Linked DNA regions of Hordeum vulgare: region 2 is linked to region 1. A link is a contact called in public Hi-C data. All regions are on one chromosome and are shown on one strand. The core of a region is the stretch at or near the end of the contact, and the rest is flanking DNA. Distances in the headings are between cores, read along the strand shown. Region 1 holds the start of LOC123442719 (protein WVD2-like 7). Region 2 holds the start of LOC123442726.

What was found. Hi-C and Micro-C count contacts between places; a contact is called where the count stands out from the background.
Region 2: a Hi-C map of seedling shows a contact between it and region 1, with 2.2 times the contacts expected there. The contact joins the promoter of LOC123442726 here to the promoter of LOC123442719 in region 1. A contact is called at or near these places in 2 of 6 Hi-C or Micro-C datasets (leaf and seedling) and 1 of 1 datasets of contacts at active chromatin or transcription factors (embryo).

Annotation. Positions count from the first base shown.
Region 1 is chr1H:428,487,696-428,494,178 of MorexV3_pseudomolecules_assembly, forward strand. It overlaps LOC123442719 (protein WVD2-like 7), which reads right to left and starts at 5,062. Exons shown (of 10, transcript XM_045118843.1): 1 at 4,500-5,062; 2 at 3,527-3,634; 3 at 2,377-3,039; 4 at 1,107-2,159; 5 at 931-992; 6 at 797-847; 7 at 617-704; 8 at 170-259. The coding sequence starts at 3,598.
Region 2 is chr1H:428,673,523-428,679,395 of MorexV3_pseudomolecules_assembly, forward strand. It overlaps LOC123442726, which reads right to left and starts at 3,670. Exons shown (of 3, transcript XM_045118856.1): 1 at 3,346-3,670; 2 at 2,494-2,639; 3 at 918-1,827. The coding sequence starts at 3,592. The coding sequence ends at 1,141.

The sequences.
Region 1 (6,483 bases), core at 3,812-6,311:
CACCGTAAATTGTGTATCCGGTCATGAATACTCCCTCTGTACCAAAATACTTGTAGTTGGGGGAAACTAGGAAACTAGACTAGTTACCCCCAACTACAAGTATTTCGGTATAGAGGGAGTATACTTTAAACCAACAGTTATCATTCTGTAGCAAAATAAAAGGCCATACGTTTGGTGCCCTTGTCTTTGCGCTTCCAGTCTGCAAAGGAGTTGCGTTCTTTGATGCAAATACTCGAGATCCAACTGTCTCCTGAATGCCCTAAAAAAGATCACAATAGCGATTACATCTCTGATGTTTATTCTTGAACTTCCACTCTCTTGTTATATTATAATTGTACATTTTTTTCAGTAATAAGATTATGATGTGCCATGGGTGAATGTAAAATTCTATCCTCATAATAATGTAATAGAATATGTTCTAAATTTCACGCTTCCCTGCAGCAACTGACAGTTAATTTCCGCTCAAAGAAGAATTATCAGCATAGTGTGAGTCAGTAGAGAAGCACTCAGATATAGATAAAACACATCATGCAATCAGCTTAGCAAGAAAATGAGCACAATGCTGTGATCGAAATAACCAATGGCACCGCATGAAAACAAGGTCACACTTAGTTACCTGCTTATTTGGCTTTCTGATCTTCTCTACGACTCGATTGGCTCCAACATTCGCAGTCAAAACTTTCCTTGGAGGAAGATTAACAGAACTACACAAATAAGAGTGGTAGTTGTTATTAGCAGTACGATTAAACCAAATTTGGTAATCCAAACCATTATAGCTGTGTAACAAAATTAGCACCTGGATTTTAATTTCCCGCCAACTTGAAGTTCTAACCTTTCCTTAGCATAGCTGCCAAATGATGCAAAAAGAAGCAATCAAAATATGGTACAAAAAACAATTAAGCATACATGTCTGTAAGTTTGTACTGGTACCTTTTCATCTCTGGTTTGCTAGTTTTAACAAGATTTTGAGTAAATGCCTTCTGGGGAGTAGCCTGCATGAGGAACCGAGAGGGAACAGTCAGAAATATGTATGTTAACCCCTTTCAGCATATGTAAGACAATACAGTTAATGATGTGTTATGGTGAGCAAAGGGATTGGAACGTACCGCTGTGGCCATAGCACCATTTGAATTACCCGGCATTGCTCTCAACCTTATTGGTGTTTTTGGATCCAATTTTAGGGTATTCTCTTTGGCAACAGCACGTCTTTCTCCCGTTGAAGGGCGACAAGGGGTGATGACAACATCAGCATGCTTTGCTGCACTTCCCCTGCTGAGACATCGTTCTGGAGTTGAAGGGCAACCAGGGTTGCCAACATTAGCATGCTTAAGCCCAGTGTATCTGGCAACAGGGCGTCTCTCAGCAGTAGAAGGCCTGCAAAGAGGAACAACGTCGGCATGCTTTGGAGCAGCTTCTCTTTTTATAGGGCGTCTCTCAGCAGTAGATGGTCGACGCAGGGTGACAACATCAGCATTCTTCTCTGCAATCCCCCTTGCGACAGGCCGCCTTTCAGCGCTAGATGGCCAACATGGACTGGCAATACCAGCAAGCTTTGGTGCCATCTCTCTGCGTGTAGGGCGTCTTTCGGCAGTAGAAGGTCGTTGTGGGGTAGCAGTGTTGGCATTCTTAGGTGCTGGCTCTTTGGTGGCAAGGTGCCTGTCAGGAGTAGATGGTCGGCGTGGGGTAGCAATGTTAGCATTATTTGGTGCTGGCTCTTTGGCGATAGGGCGCCTATCAGCTGTAGATGGCCGACGTGGGGTAGCTACGTTGGCATGCTTTGGTGCCAGCTCTTTGGTTATAGTGAGCCTTTCAGCAGTAGATGGTCGACATGGGCTAGCAATGTTTGTTTGATTTGCTGCCAGGTCTCTAGTGGCAAGGCGTCTTTCAGCAGTAGAGGGGCGACATGAGCTAGCCATTCCAGCAGGATTCCGTGAACCGTCTCTGGTGATAGGCCGTAGTTCCCTGGTGGAGGGCCGTTGCGATGCTGCTGAGGAAGGTCTTCTAAGAGCTATAGCACCAGGATCTTCTTTGGGCACACGTTTGCTTCTTCCCGTGGTGCCAATCACATTGGAGGTTGCTGCTTTTGGGTTCCGAGATGATTGAATATTTCCAGGTTTGGTTTTCTGATTTATCACAATGGGCTTGGCTGATTCAGGACCCTGAAAATTGTTCATGAAAACCAAATTATTAGTTTAAGGAAATTGTTCCTCTTCTGTGACCTATCATAAATGCAGGTATTTATTTTGTGCCTAGCATGATTGAGCAGTTGGTCATCATTATGGGGTCCAGGCCACTATGCTAGTTATCAGAAAACAACAGCAGCAATAATTCAATGTTCTAACAAGATAAACACCAGACCACAATGAAAAAGTTTACCTTACTGACAAATGTGTGATCAGGATTACAACTAGAAGTCAGCTTGACCGTCTTCGGAATAATTTTTGAAGCTTGACTAATCCGGGAGTGTTTCTCAATAATCCTCTTAGGGGTCATCGTAGCTTCCTTGGGCGTCACCAGATCATCTTCACTGCATTTAGCATTTTGCTTATCATTGCTTGCATTTTCTCCGGTTTCTTCGCCAATTATCTGCAAGCCTCCAACTGATACAGAATGAGTCATTGTGGAAATTCCATTACTTAAGCTCTCATTGTGATCCTTGTAGCATCCCAGTCGATGCTCAGGTGTGGTCTTGGCTGCTATTTGTCCCATGGAATCATCAACATGAGTTCCAGATCCAGCAGGAGATGCATGCTTTGCAACTGGTTCATCTTCTCCTGTCTGACTAGAATCACTACCATCGCCACTGTACTCTAGATTCAGTTCAGTTTGTTGATTTTGTTGTTCTAAAGCCTTTAGCTCCCTAATCCTCTTAAAGTATTCTTCAAAGTATGCCTTCTTCTTAGCAACTAATCCATTGAATTTAACAAACTCCTCAGTGCGTCTGTCATTGGTAAAAACAGACCACTTTTCCCATGCTAGCGATTCCAAATCAAATCTTCCAAAAGATATGGAACCATGGTCAAACACTTGTGTTGTTCCCTAAGGGCAGAAGTAACAAGATAAAAGAAGAGTGAGATTATTGACAAAGTATTGATTCTTCACTTACAAATGGAAACTGTTAGCTATTAAAAACCCTGGTTCAGACTACTAACTATTTACAGAGATGTCTTCTACTACCTCTGTATCATAATATATGACGTTTTAGCAGCTCAAATGAACTGCTAAAACGTCATATGTTATGATACGGAGGGAGTAGTAGTTAGCATGGATTTTCTAGCAATTTTAGTTGCATCAGGTAGATAGGCACTTGCCAGTTCATAGATCTACTATCAATCTTTACTTTGACTGAGCATCATAATATATATTGATAATTGATAAAAAATGAAGGTTCTTACCGGGCAGGCCTACGTAACATAATACAAAAATACAAGTCATAATTACCATGGAAATTGGCCCTTTTATTATACTCCAAGTAAATTCTTTGTCTGCAATTATACATACCATGATACTATGGAAGTGATATTACCTGAGAACTATCCTGTCCAGATGATTCCTCATGCGGCCATGCAAAACAGTTTTGATTGACCTCTGTTGCCATAGTATATTGTGTGCCTAATTCATTAAACTACAATTCCTGCAAAACCAAACCAGCCATAAGCACAAGTAGAAAGATATACCTGAAGCTTCATTTAGGCAGTCAAGAAGATACTAACAAGAGTCACCTACTGTTTTTTAGAATTATCTGGTGGTTTTTCAGAAAATTCAGGATCAGATATTCGGAGCTAGGTCACTGGAAAATCTCTAAACACGGCTGACCACCCTGCACCTAGTGGCATCTCTGACAAGAACAGGTCTATCTACTCCTAGTAGCAAGGAAGAATCAGATTCTATCTACTAGTAAAAAACTAAGGCTAAAAACTTAAACACAATATCACCAATCATCCTGTGCTGAAAGTGGTTATCCCCCAAGTCCACTATTTTGGAACCAATAATTTCCATCGCAGCAAATGAATTCATGAGCCGTGATCACCTCCAACTGCACCGTTGGGCCCTTGACACCTACCTTCGGAAGACAACATGCCACCAACACGAAATTTGTGCATTCGACATCCAGTCAAACAAGCAAACGTAACCCCGCGGGAAATGATTGCGTTATTTTACCCTAAAATACCCAAGATATGTTCTTGAAACTGGAGCATACGGGTGATAAATCAAAAAAAAAAACGCAAAGAACTTACGCCAAAACACCGCAGGGGAACTGCTAGAACGAATGGTCGTTCAACTGCTGAAAACCCTACCCCCGGTATGGACTTGCAAGAAAATCACGACCAAATCTAGAAACTTTTGAAGGGATTTTTCAGAAACCACGCCGGAGATTACGCCCTTGCCAAATTAGGGCCGGATCTAGGTGGTGTGCCGGGTACGCGCCCAGAATTTGCGCGGATTAGGTTGGGTTTAAGCAAGTAAAATCACATTTGGCAAGAATAAAAAGCTCATACCTCAAAAACCGACGCACAAGATCGAGGGCGCAGTGCAGTGGAGTGGAGGCAGCACGGCAGGGCGGCTGTGCAGCGACGAGGCAGAACAGCGGGACGGCGAGGCGGAAGGAAGGAAGCCTTAGGGCACAGCGGCGGCGCACTGCGGGGGAGACTCTAGACCCGCATTGGGTCGGAGTGGAGCCTATAGGGTAGGCCAGGGGCAAGAGGAAAGAAAGGTAGTACAAGATGGTGGAGAGGAGAAGGGAAAGTGTAGCTGCGGGGGAGTGGTGGCACGAGATGCTGGCGGCTCGGACAGGCCCCCGCCGTGGAGCACGGGCGGGAACTCAGCCCCTGCCTGGAACCGGGCGGCGATCCGGCGAGCGCGGCGCCTCAGATCCGGGGGAGGAACCGCCCGCGGGAGCAAGAACTGTGGGCTGTGGCGAGCGGCCCGTGCCCTCTGCTGCTGCTGCTCTGGCTTTGCCCTACGGTTGGGAGAGAGGGGTGGCTGTCGTGGATTTGATTTGTTTCTACCGCGCGGCTGGTGGTAGCGGATGGCAATGTACGGCGGCGTTTATTGCTGCGACGGGGAGGGGAGGGGAGCGGGGGAGGGATTCTTTCCTTGCGTACTTGGGGCCGGATTTGGTGGGTGTTAGCGGGGACGACAGTCCAGTGTGAGTGTCAAGTTTTACTAACCGTTGGGGCCAAGAGGGCTACTCCCCCCCCCCCCCCCCCCCCCCCTTCTCTCTTTAAAAAAAAAAGACCATGTTATTTCATTTTTCTCGTCTTTGAATTACTCTCTCCGTTTCTAAATACAAGTCTTTTACATATTTTATTAAAAACTGCGTACATAGCACAATAAAAGAATGTATACTTTAAAATATGTTTATATACGTCCGTATGTAGTTCATAGTAAAACTTTTCAAAAACTTATTGTATTTAAAAAGGAAGGGAGTATTATGTAGTGCGAGTTGTTTTTTTTAAAGAGAGGTAAAAATTGTCTCATCTATTAAATAAGCAGAACAGAATTACGTAGTTAATTGCGAAAACCGGACAAAAACCGATACAACAACGGCCACATAACCAGGTAAGTTAGGTGCGAGCAACATAAACTATCGGCTATTTAGGACAATATAACCGAGCCAAATCCCAACCCTCTCACGCCCTCTTCTTTTCACGCTATCACATCACACGCCAGGGCTATTTTTGGTCGTTGAATTGTGTTGTTACTCCATGTTTTACTGCTTAGTAGGTTGACTGTCCTAAAGGGCAGCTACTCCCGTGAAAAAATTGTTGCAATCTGGTAAATTAGGCCGGCCACTAGCTGAGGCCCGCGTATCCCTTTTACCCATCACTCTCACGGTGCCTCGTCAACCCTAATGGAGGCACCCAACAAGTCTACCGAGGGGATGGAGAAGGTGCATGGCACGTCGGCGGTGAGGAGGTAGCTGGCCCACCCTTACACATTCTTGGCAGCGGGCTCACCATGCCTCACAACCGGGAGGAGCTCCTTCTGGTACATGTGGCGGTAGAATAGATGCAGGGTGCCCAAGAGGAGGAGGAGGCAAAAGAAGCAGCAGCTGGCGGCAAGCCACCCCGTTGACCTCCTCGCGAAGATGATCATGCCACGGGTGTCGTACAGGTCGTTGTGCCGCTACATGTGCGTATCGAAGTCTTGGTGTGCATTCTCCTCCGCCCCCAGAATCCTTAGGAGGTTGTTGCTGTTGGAAATATGCCATAGAAGCAATAATAAAGTGGTTATTATTATATTCCTTTTTCATGATAATCGTTTATTATCCATGCTAGAATTGTATTGATTGAAAACTCAAATACATGTGTGGGTACATAGACAATACCGTGTTCCTAGTGAGCCTCTAATGGACTAGCTCGTTGATCAAAGATGGTCAAAGTTTCCCGGCCATAGACATGAGATGTCATTTGATAACCGGATCACGTCATTAGGAGAATGATGTGATGGACAAGACCCAAACAATGAACATAGCATGTC
Region 2 (5,873 bases), core at 2,420-4,919, 180 kb after region 1:
CGGAGGGGTGCCCGAGGAAGATCGTCCCTGTCATGTGCGTGTTACACATGGTCAATGGCGTCAAGACCTGGACCCGGAAGAGAAGCGCACGATCAGCGTGTCCACGTGAGGCGATGCGCATCGCCCGGCCGCGGCGGTGCGCGCGTCAATGCGTGCGTGCACCTCTCTCTCTCTCTCTCTCTCTCTGTTGTTTCAGCTTGATGAACGGAGAGCGAAGCGCTCAGTGCTCCAGCATGGATGCACGCACGTTCCCTACAGGCTACATAGACACGCACTAGAAAACGTGCGGACGCGGTGCAACAATCCTCGGCTGGCTGAGAGCGAGTCTCCTGGTAGTTGTGAAACCAACCAAAACGTACTGCTCCACCGCCGGCGCCGGCGATCTTCCCTCTCCCTGCGATCCTTTCGCCGGCTCCGGCGGTCAGCAGGTTCGTGAACCCAGATGCAGAACCACTCGCGAGATGCATGGATACGGTGGATTCATTGGATTGTACTACTACTAAGACTAAGAGTTGGACGTAGTAGTGACTTGACCAGAACGTTTGATCCCTGTTTAATGTTAGTGTTGCTTTGGCAGCCAAAAATGACGTTGCCTTTTGACCTTCGGTTTGACACGACCGAATGTTCCAGAAGACTAAAAGGTTCTTTCAGGCCAATGAAAAGCGGATTTTGACCATACTGACAGCGGACAGCGGACATAGGAAAAAAAATGCAGAGCATGATTGAGTATTACTAATCTTAAGTCAAAAAAGGATCTGACAAATGCAATCATGCCTGAGCTTGGCTGCTCCAAGCTCTTCTGATAACCAGAATCCAGAAACTATACTACTCCCGCTTCAACATTACGCAGAATTTGCTTTCGAGCCGCCTATGCACAGCAGCAATATCTGCAGATTCTTAGCTGTGAATGGACTATATGGACCATGAAGGAAGAGGTTTCCAGATTTTCACTGAAACCCCAGTTCCCACTGTTTATACTTCGCCTATGGACCGACTGTACAAAGCTTATTACAGTAGTAGGAACGAACCATAACATTTACGCCCTAGACGAGTTCCATTTGAGATGTGTACACTGGTTCCAGTTATGTACAGATTGGCAACAACAATAGCCGTGGCGCAATTGTGCGTGCGGGGCAACTCCTACGAGCTGTCTTGCTTCGGTTTCTGGCTGAGCTCCGAGTAATGCCCTCCCATCAGCTGCAGTATCTCGGTCCAGAGGCAGGAAGGATCACTCGACACCGCGTCGCTGATCAGCTCCGTGCTACAGGAAGCAACAGCCCAGTATCCAGCCCTGATCTCGCTTAACAGCTGCTCGTAGTCCCAGGCTGCATGCCCCACGAAGAATCTCAGGTCCTCGGTCTTGATCGCACCACTCTTCATCAGAACACCGGCCTTCTCCAGCTCCGTCCGAAAGCCGAAGCAGATACCTGGAATCACCTCCTCAAACCCCTTCAGGCGTGAGCTGTCTTTAGTACGTACTAAGAACATGCTCATGTCCACAGGGCCTCCGAAGAAGAGGGCGCAGTCGCCGAAAGGGGTTGTTTGGTCTTGGAATGATGATGGATTCACATTCTTAATCTTCGTGTAAAGTGGGCGGTTTAGGATGACCCCAAATGGGCCATCAAAGGTACCTCTCGACCCAAGTCTGAGCAGGAGAATAACAGTTCTTTCAAAGACGCTGTCGTCATCGAGCACCTCAGTAGCTACCAAGACGCACCCTGCCTCCGGCATTGTTATAGGGTGAGCCCACTTTTGAGGAAGCTGGTGTAGTACTTCTCCGGAGGACGCCTTTGACTCTGCAGGAACACTTGGATCTACCAATAGCTCCTGATCCAAGGATTTAAATAGTAAAGCAGAAAAAAAAACAGATATGATATGTATAACCCAAGTTGGTTAGAAGATACTTGCTTTGCTTCTCTTTTCTTTTCAAGAATTTTAGCTCTGTGCTAATAACAATTTGAAATTCTCTTAAAAGGTATTTAAAGTAAATGTAACAAGGTTTGAGAAATAACAGCTTATCTGACAAAATCTTGATCCAACATAGTACTGCATAAGTTACCAGAGAAGATCCATTTGCGTAATTCTTCTAAAACTTTTCGCACGGATACCTTTTTGGAACCTTACATTTGAGAACCACTATATCAAGTAATAACGGAAAGCATAAGTTTCTAGAATAAGTCATGTTTTAATGCAACACCTAATTGAAGACATTGTGCATTTACATCTTCTTCAGAGTATACTAGTACAGCACCGTTTCATCAATATCATCCATAACAGATGTCGGTATCAATATAGACAAAAAATACATTATACAACCAGTGAAAGTAGCTAAGATCAATGCACTGTTCCTAATTTTCTTGGCAGAAAATGAGTAATGTCAGCAAGTGATCATAAATGTCCAGATTGCCTAAATACATGCAATTTGTGGTTTATTAGAACCTAAAGAAAATTTATGAGCTCTATGGATTGTCACTACGAATGTGCCACCCTCACCTGTTCCCGACGCACAAGGTTTGCTCTGACGTCTCTCCAGTAATTGCTGTTTGAAATATTAATTGGCTCGGTGGATTTTGATTCATCAGGTGGTTTGTTCAATCCGCCAGAGCTATCTCCTGTTGGAACAGATGCATCACCACTTCCTGCATGAAGAGGCGACGCAAATGAGGCCAAGCCATCATTCTGGTTGACACTTTCGCAACAACACGTAAAAACACCGCACCATGAATGAACTCTAATTTAATATAGCCAATACTGGAGAACCTAAAGTTTCCCCATCCACTACTTTCACTTGAAAAGCTCAGCACCTGATGGTGTTTTTCTTTGTGTTGACTTCAAGTAGCCAAGCTATCAAAGAATATGGACAGTGGAACTCTGCAATTGGGGGAAAATCCATACAGACAATAGTACCACACCTCACAATTCAATATGTAGATCAATTCATCAACAACTCTAAACACGAAACCATGCCTGGGCCTAGGGTGCACAATGGTTCCAAGGTTCATCCACCAGTTACACCAGAATCAACACCGATTCTCCGAATTTCCATCTGAAGCCAATAGCATCAGGAACAGTTCCATTGCACACGGGTCAGGCAGAGCTACTCTTCAAATTTTACTAACTAGACCCGAATCCCCAGCTTTCACTCGTCGGCTAACCTTCCCCGGAATCAGCAGCAATCTGCAAAAATGGCACCGATTGTACTACGGTCGCCTTCAATCCCCCGACGGCATCAGACCATAAGGAAAAGCTTTTCCAAGTCCAATCGCACAACAAAGGCCACACAATTTCCGGTTCTACTTTGTGCACCAGCTCGCATCGGGAAGCAACAGATGGAGAGGGCCTCACCGAAAGGGGATGCCTTGCTCTCGGCCTCCTCGTCGTCGCCGCCGCCACCGCCGGCCCCGCCCTTGCCTCTCCGCCCCGACGCGCGCACCGCCACGAGCGGCCTCACCGCCGGGCCACGCCTCCGCCACGCGGACCACGGGCCCGCCTTGCCGGCGGCAGCGGCGAAGGGCTTCCCGGCCCGAGCGGCGGGGGCGGAGCGAACCGGCGTGAGGCACGGCCCGCCGGCCTTCAGGTTGAGGGCCCACATGTCGGTGGGAGGGGACGGTGCCGCCGCCGGGGTCGGGGTGGAGGTGCGGAGTAGTGTGGAGCCGCACGAGCGCGAGGCTGATCGAGTGGAGTGAATGGGTGTTTCTCGGTTCTGAAGGCGGATTTCATAAGCGTGGAAAGCGACTTTCATCTTCCGAAAAGATCTTTTATCTGGCCTGGGTGCAAGTCTGCAAGGCTACACATCCATGGTGTATTACAGTTAAACTTGAAAATGATTTCATACTTAAATCATATCCATACATTTATCTTTCAAAACCATATTTAAACCATACCCATTTAATGTTATTTTCAGCTCAATCAAAACTAAACCCATTATTTTTTAACCCAAACCAACTTAAACCCAATACATAACCGTGGGTTTAAAACCCGTACATAACTATGTCTTTGTTTTAATATACATACAATTGCATAAATTGACAAATTAACAAGCAAATGAGATAAAAAGGCATAAGTGCATCTACAACAGTTTGTGAACAAAGTTATCCTTCAGATACATTCAACACACAACAAAGGACAAAAAAATGCCCACGTCTCAATAGCTCACTAACAAGTGTATTAAAACAAAACTACTTAGTCGAAGCACAAGCAAACACTTTCGATTTTCATGTGATATTTCTCTATAATACATAATTACACAGTGCATTACAACATGCATGCGGATTAAAGATATTCGTTCTCGATCATCGTTGGTATTATTGCACATAACCAATGTCTATAAACCGCTTTGGACCCATAGTTTATAACCGTTTATAACCAAACTGTTTAAACCCATAACCAACTACACCCAAACTGGTTTCTCTACATACCCAAACCAAAATCAAACTAAAAAAGCTCACCCAATAAAACCTTAACCAATCAAACCTGAACTAATAACCGAACCGTTACACCCGCTTTTTTAATAACCATTCCCATGTTTAATTACAGTGGTTGATCTTTCGTTTTTTACTTTACCAGAAAATACAACGCGTGGACTTGCTTCCCAAATTCCCAAGTTAGATAGACTCGATCGTTCTATCATTGCAGCCAGCAACACAATCACATGTAAAAATACTAGAGTACAACCATAAAAATCTACTAGCACCGCCAATAATTCTTTTAGCAATATCCAAGAGCATCAACCGGGGATCCTAAGCACCATCAACACCAATCTATCTTTCCGCTATATGTTTGAGAAGCCACCTGCAAGTACAATTTTGCACCTCTGACTTATGTGTCCCGTAGTGCTCGTCTCTGCAACCCATTCCAAAACCCAGTCGACAACTCTAGCGATAACACTACTAGGATCATAAGGATAAACATTCTTGAAACATGCATTATTCTGACATTTGCACTCCTACAACAATCGCACCTTTGAATCTACCAGGAAAACTCTAGTGATAACACTACTAGGATCATAAGGAAGAATTAGCACATCCACAAACAAAGTGAGTCATCCTCATAAAAGACATATGTGGCTGCACTAAGTAGTCCGGTTTAGTGGCACCTGACCAAACGGAATTTATCCCCAAGGTATAACCCTGCCATAACTATTACTCAAATACCACTTATCAACATGTGATCCAATTCATGAAAATATTCCACCAAAAATCGAAAGAGTACTATAGCCATACCATTTCCACGTATTCCATAAACAATAATATATTTGATCATAAGAAAATATATCTACTGACTTCACTAATCCAGTGGTAACATGGAAATATCAAGCTAACAATCCAACAAATAATATCATCATGTCAGTCCTACTATTCCGCAAATATAATTCCAAATATTCTCAAGGTATCTCATGATCATAATGAAAACATAACTATTGATCCTACTAATCCCATGTTAACACGGCATCCTCAAACTTGCAAGATACTACACATATGAATCCAATCATAATCATGGCAATGGCCTAACCAAGTAATCCCTCAAAGAATGTCATTAATAAACCATTTCTAAATAATTAAGACTAGGGCAAAATTATTAATTTAACTATGGCATTGCATTCAATCATGCAAATGGAGGATTGTGGCTTGCCTTAATCCAAGGGAGTGCTGAAATACTCATGATCTTCACACACAACTAAACCTATGGAAAAACATTAATAACAAGCAGATGCAAATACCACATAAAGATGCAAATACCACATAAAGCAATTTCTCTGTGCACGGATTCTAGATAACATGCAAAAATGCCAAATTCTACCAGAAAAAAGGAGCTCAAAAGAAAAATACATCAAAATGAATCAGCTCATTTGAACTTCTAAATTAGGAGAAATG